Regions from separate parts of the Mus musculus genome. Here region 2 is linked to region 1. The links are chromatin contacts, called in public HiCAR-type maps. All regions are on one chromosome and are shown on one strand. The core of a region is the stretch at or near the end of the contact, and the rest is flanking DNA. Distances in the headings are between cores, read along the strand shown. Region 1 has its middle 44 kb from the start of Tlr3. Region 2 holds the start of Ankrd37 (ankyrin repeat domain 37).

What was found. HiCAR-type assays count read pairs that join an accessible place to other places.
Region 2: a HiCAR-type map of astrocytes shows a contact between it and region 1, with 4 times the contacts expected there. The contact joins the promoter of Ankrd37 here to the enhancer-like site in region 1. A contact is called at or near these places in 3 of 39 promoter capture datasets (the SN4741 cell line, embryonic stem cells and maxillary cranial neural crest), 3 of 115 datasets of contacts at active chromatin or transcription factors (astrocytes and embryonic stem cells) and 2 of 9 other capture datasets (embryonic stem cells and liver).

The regions. Positions count from the first base shown.
Region 1 is chr8:45,452,633-45,455,880 of GRCm38.p6, reverse strand. No RefSeq gene overlaps it. Among named protein-coding and RNA genes, the nearest start is that of Tlr3, 44 kb to the right of the region's middle. Within about 2 kb of position 1,375, at least 27 of the 459 cell types and tissues checked have an H3K27ac peak or open chromatin away from gene starts, as enhancers often do. A contact at or near this core is called in astrocytes, where this site is marked.
Region 2 is chr8:45,998,478-46,001,909 of GRCm38.p6, reverse strand. Ankrd37 (ankyrin repeat domain 37) reads left to right here and starts at 2,060. Exons shown (of 5, transcript NM_001039562.1): 1 at 2,060-2,293; 2 at 2,507-2,659; 3 at 3,422-3,432. The coding sequence starts at 2,267.

The DNA of each region.
Region 1 (3,248 bases), core at 126-2,625:
CTTTCTCTAGCTCCTCCATTGGGAGCCCAGTGACCCATCCAATAGCTGACTGTGAGGATCCATTTCTGTGTTTGCTAGGCCCCGGCATAGTCTCACAAGAGACAGCTACATCTGGGTCCTTTCAATAAAATCTTGCTAGTGGATGCAATGGTGTCAGCGTTTGGAGGCTGATTATGGGATGGATCCCCGGGTATGGCAGCCTCTAGATGGTCCATCCTTTCGTCTCAGCTCCAAACTTTGTCTCTGTGACTCCTTCCATGGGTGTTTTGTTCCCAATTCTAAGAAGGGGTAAAGTGTCCATACTTTGGTCTTCGTTCTTGAGTTTCATGTGTTTTGCAAATTGTATCTTATATCTTGGGTATTCTAAGTTTCTGGGCTAATATCCACTATCAGAGCTGTGATGTTACTGCAGGCTTTCATGGTTCCCTCCATTAGTGACCTTTAACTTTTGTTCTCTGAACAGCTTTGGTTGCTCACGTTAACAAGTTGGTTTTGTTGTTTGTTTTTTATTCTGCCCAGGCTTGGGAAAATTCTCTGTTAAATACTTTTTTTTTTTTAATTCATTCAAAATAGGTTTACCACATGTTGATCATGTGCTGGGCACTTTGGGAAGCAATGAGATATGGTCGAGGACAAAATAGACAGAAACTCCCTTGTGAATCGCATTCCTTAGCAAGGGACTGGCAATAGACACCATAAAAATACATCATGTGTCAGACAGTGTGAGCGAGGTAGAGCTACTCAGATGCAACCGCCCCAGCCTGCGGATTTAAATAAAGCTTAAGGAAAGGTCTTTGTGTAGGTGACATGTTAGGTAAGACTGGAGGACACTGCAGAAAGGAGGGTTGGATGCCGGAAGCTAGCAGAGGCCGGAAGCTAGCAGAGGCTGTGAGAAAAACCAAAAGTGATCACTGAGATCTGGGGCGCTGGAAATGGAGAGCAAGGAGATGGTCACCCACAGAGATGAGAAGAAAGGAAACAAAAGGAAAGATGGACACCCTACCCCCCAGGAGACTCAGTAGTCTCCTCAGGGAGAGATGATCCACACTATTTTATCATGCCGATGGGTAAATTCCTGTCTTAAGGTACTCATTGCGATGGACCAACCCCTGCCAGAGTGCATAGTATGGTCACAGATAGGTACCGAGAGCTCAACACATAGGAAGAGACTTAAGGGACTAGAACAGGGTGTTGAAGATACTCTCCTTTTCTCCGCTACTCAGCGTGGGGGTGATGTTCTGTTGGCAATGTGACTGGCAGCCGTGGTGCATGGGCACAGCCCTGGCATTCCAGGTCTACTACTTGTACCCTGCATTGTAGGCTTCCTATGGTTTCCTGTTAGAACTCTTGGCTGTACATCCAGAGAACAACAATGCCCTCTTGTGGTCAATGGGCAGAACTGGAATTTATTTTAATATTCTCTCAGCACCCTGTGGGTAATCTGAGGACTTTGTGAACAGCAATCTGCTGCTCGCTCGCCAACGGGAAGGAAATGATTGGCAGAATTCACTGGGTAAAATCCAGACCCCAATAATCCTGGTTTTGTCTAACTTATCTGGGTGGTTACAGCCCCAGAGTCCAACTCAGCCTTCGGGGCAGTAGATCACACATTTATCTCATTCATAGTGCAACATTCTTCCGGTTAGATTCAAGATACTTCAATCCCTACTGAATCTTCGAGTGATCTTTTATCGGTTAACTCTGCAAACAATCCCCCCTTGTCAGCCTCACAGATGAGAGTCCAGCGCCTTTATACAAAGTGGAAAAGCATAAAATTCTAAATAAACATGTTACCAGTGAGGAAAAAGGATACTTCTCAGTTGTCACTTAGAACGCCTCTTTGAAATTCTGTTTTAGGATTTGCCCCAGACATTCAATGTCTATACTTGAAATTTGTATTATGTCCCATTATGCTAAAGTTGCATTGCATAATGTCTAATTTTGAAATTATATTCTAGGAAAATTACATTCAAATTATATTATATAATAGTACAGACAATTTACATTAAAATTGTATTTATAGTGTAGGTAAATTATATTAAAATATATACAATAAAATATACAATTGTCATATAGCTAAATTATACTGTTATGTTATATTATACATAGTGTGTGTGTGTGTGTGTGTGCGCGTGTGAGTGTGTGTGTGCGTGTGAGTGAGTGTGTCCCTGCCTTCATTATAGGCCTACTACTAAAAGTCTCATTGTAAAGAAAACACATGGTTTTTGGCTTTTGGGAAAATGCATGCTTTTATTTTTATGATTCTTCAAAAACTGTGTAACCCATATTTGCAGAACACCCCTGTGGTATAGCTGGCTGCCTTTGCACAATCATTATCACAAAGATGAGTGTGCTACACAGGGATAACATTGCACAGTGGAATATTTCAGCCCTTGTACAAAGGGGAAATTTCCCAGAATATACGACCATCCACGTGCTTTAAATCACTTTTGAGGCACTAAATCTCAAAGGAGACATCATGAATGACTACTGAGAAGGTCACCTCTTCACTGTATGAGGAAGAGAAGGGCTGTTGTACTTGGATTCAAACCGTATAATATGGTGAGTATGGTTTTGACAGAATATGAGAACTAAGAGACAAACCAACAGAAAATACCTTCTATGAGATAGGAGTACAGGATATGGAGGGCTGCTTGTATTAAGAAAAATACATACTTAATTTAGACATTGTTGTTTTTTATAGATGTTTAATCTATAAATAGATATTGGATATATAAGTATATGGAGATGTTTAACATCTCCTTTGACAAATCTTGACAACTGTTTTAACTTCTTAATTCTGTGAGAATTCAGAATAATAGAAAAATGGATGCTGGGACAACCCAGAATACGCTGGCTGCTTAATTAGCGTGTGTAATGAACATACTTCAGGGCTCAGGACACCCACCCTTACTCTGTCTGACCTTTAAATACTGGGGATATGTTGGCACATGCAGACGGAGCTGTGGGGCTTTCTTCCAGTCTCTCCATCATCCCCTTCTGCTTCCTTCCTTCTTCCCTTCCCCATCCTTATTTCCTCTTTTCTCCCTCCTCCCACTTTCTCTAGTTCCTTATTCTCACCCCAGTCCGCCTTTTCATGTTCTCTTTACTCTTTTTTTTTTTTTTTTTTTTTTTGAGATCTCATCTTGCTAGAGAGCCCAGGCTAGCCTTAAACTTCCATGCAGCCTAGGTTAGCCTTGAAATCACAATCCTCCTGCTTCGGCCTCCCAAGTACTAAGATTTTAAGC
Region 2 (3,432 bases), core at 811-3,310, 550 kb before region 1:
CACATATGACAATACAAACCTGGCCAAGCAACAAGTGCCCACTACTGCAACAGGGGCACAACTGTCATGGGGTAACTGCTTTCTGATTGGACTTTAAGCTGGCTCCTCAGGAGAGAATATCATATTTGGTACTGTAATCCTGGTCGAGAGCCCATGGATGGGGAAGTCATAGATAGGTCTTAAGGTAGAAGTCACCATTGTTATTTTTCTAGATGGCTAGGTTTTCAAATAGCTGTGTGTGTGTGTGTGTGTGTGTGTGTGTGTGTGTGTGTGTGTGTCAGGATCAGACTGCAAGTCTCGGGGATTCTCCTATGTTCACCCCCTCCAGCTTTGGAATGACAGGTGCAGGTAGCTGTCCTTGTTTTGTTATTCATGTGGGAGCTGAAGACTGAACTCAGGTTAGTATGCAAATTACATTACAATCTTAGAAATGGTCAAATTATACACATCTGAGAGAACTGTATTAAAATCAGATTATCAGGTTTGATTTGCACCTGTTGTACACACCTATATAACTAGAGTTAAATACAATTTTTTTTTTTTCAGGCACTGAGGAGCCATGAGTGAAAAAAGTTTTAAGAAGCCCTGTTCTAGGGAACAGCCTAAGATTGTGGACCACCACAATGAGCAGTGTGCCTTATTAAAGAATTATATTGGTTAGTGAAAATTAATGGGTGAGAATTTTGTGACTTGTTGGGAAAACTGTGACTATGATAAACTTGCTGTTCTTTAAAACCATACTGGTTCAGATATCTTCTGTTACAACTATTGAAAAAGAATCCTCATTAAAACGGGAAGCCAAATATTTAAATAAAACTTCCTTAGGAGCTAAGATTTACAGGAAGAAGCACAACATAGACTATTTTAAGCGACACGGTCTTCTGTGTCAAGTAAACTCTACATGTTATTTGATGTCTAACCAGCTGTTAATAGTTTCTTACCTCTATGTTTCACCTGCTACCATTAACTTTAACTACAGTCAGAAGTCAACAGGGTTCATGAAAAGGAATTCAAACTTTGCAGTTATTACATTGTCATGAATTTTACCAGTAATGCCATGTTTGTTTTAAAATCTCACCCTAAATTATTGTTTCTTTTGGTCTGCTTCTCAGACTTTACTGACTTCAAGGCTTTGAGTAGTAGTATCCTGGGAAGAGTCCTTTTGTTCCTCAGGCTTATCTGATGCTCTAATTTGGGTTCTGGGTTTTGATGAAGCCCTTCTCATGTCCTAGCGCAGGGGTTCATGCTGTCAGCAGATCACATCACTAACATTAAATCACTTGGCTGCTTTCTTCACGGTAATCTTTTGTTCTTTCCTTTCCGTATTCTTATTATTCCTAATAACCGGAGTGAGGGCCATCCCCTTGGCAAACTCCTTGTATTTACTAGCTATTGCCGGAACCAGGACGGGTTTCGGACCCTCAGGGGACGTGTGACAATGGGTGGCTTATTTCACAGGAATTGCCACCTTGCTCACAAAGGCAACACTGACTGATAGGTAATTCACTGGGTTTGGGAGAGCATCTCCTATGGTAAACCCTCCGTCACAGTCTCATCGACATGCCCTCTAACGCCCCACCGCTGCATCCCCTTCCAAAGCATCCTGCGGCGCGCGCGGCGGCGGAGGACGTGGGGCAGGAGGAAGCACCTTCGGACCAAGCTGGAGGTGGAGGACGCGGGGCCTGCGGGGGTGGATGGGTGTGGGCTACTTCTGCTTCCCTCTTTTCCGGGCTACGTGCGTGCTCTCAGTCACAAAGCCATGCACCGGCGATTGCGGCTTCTCCAGAGGGCTAAAAGGGCTTGACTCCACCCAGCAGTACGTGCCTAGCTCGGCTCGCATCATGGCCGCCGCCAAAGCGCAAAGGCCAGGCCTTCCACCCTCTTCGCCCACCACCTTCACTGCGCACGCGTGCTGCGGCCGCCTGGGCTTCGCTCCCAACAGGGCGGACCCAGGGGGAGGTCGGCCTGGCCAATCAGCTGGCAGGCCGCGCAGCAGGCTCCGCCCCCTCCTCTTTTGCTTGGGGTTCCAGGCTGCACATGTCAGTGTTTGGGTACGTGAGGCCGCAGCGGGGCTGGGGACATCGCGCTGGGCAGAACCAGGCCGTGGGAACGCTCCCAGGCTGGGGAGCGGCGGGGAGGAGCCGCGGCCCTGCAGGTTCCCGAGAGCTTTAAATTCTCCCGAACTGGGGCAGTCCCTTGCATTCTTACCGGCCAGTGTTGCCTCTCTGAACTCCCGGGGACACTTGTCATCTGCTTTAGGTGGGCGATGCTGTTGCTTAGTTGCAACTTGGAGGTGAGACTCTCGCCCCTTTAAGTCCTGCAGGCTAGATCTCCCAGAGGTCTGTGTGTCTTAGGAGCTCTAACAAACGTGACAGTGACAAACTGCTGGGTTACCAAGTCAAACCTTGTCAGATCTTGTTTTCTTTTTTTTTCCGTGGAGGGGTGGATTTTCAGCTCAGAGGGCTCGAGCGGGACAGGACAGTGACAAGCTGTTCTTTTCCTGCAGGAGGATGACCTTAAGAGTTTGCTGGAGACAGGAGCATCAGTGAACGCACCTCCGGATCCCCAGGAGCAGTCGCCTGCTCACCTAGCTGCAGGTGGCGGCCTTGCGTGCTTTCTTCTCTGGCAGCTGCAAACAGGTGCTGACCTCAACCAACAGGTAACTAGGTAACCGATTGTTGCTATGTACAACCCTCTCCTCCACCCAGTGTCTGCACGGACATTTCCTAGATGTCCGTTTCAGTTGGTATAAACAGGCATATAGGAATTTCCAGGAGAAAAATACATACTGCAAGATGGTAACTTGGAACTTTTTAGTATCCACATTAATAAAACAAAAACAAGCCATGGGATTTCTTTTAATAATCTAATCCCAAATACTCTTTCAGTATGTAATTATATCAGCAATGATTTATGTGTATTTTATTTTGCTCTTGTACCACGGTTCCCAATTCAGTGTGTATTTTACTTTTATGGCATAGCTCAGTGAAGTCGAACCACATTTCAAATATATATATATAGCATGTATTTACTGTACTTTTAAAAGTACTTGCTATTGTCCAAGTTCCAGTCAACCAGGAAATAGTATGTGGGAAACATGCCCACCATCAATTCTTCCAGTAGTCTTCATCTTCATTAGAGTGTGACGAAGTTTTTAATTGTAAACCTTTGGCTTCTATAGAACTCTATAGTGTGCTGGCATTCCCTTAATTTTTTAATGTGTGCAAATATGATGGCATGTTTTTATTAATGGAAACTTTGTATTAGCACAGCAAGAGAACTTCATGAAAAATACAATTAGTGGAATAATCCAGTTGTTACAAGGTAGTTTTCACTGGCTCCCTCAAATAGCTGGTATTACTTTGCCCACTGGCTTCTACAGAATGTTAGGGAGACCCTAATGTGCAGTCTTGTCTTACAGGATGTCTTGGG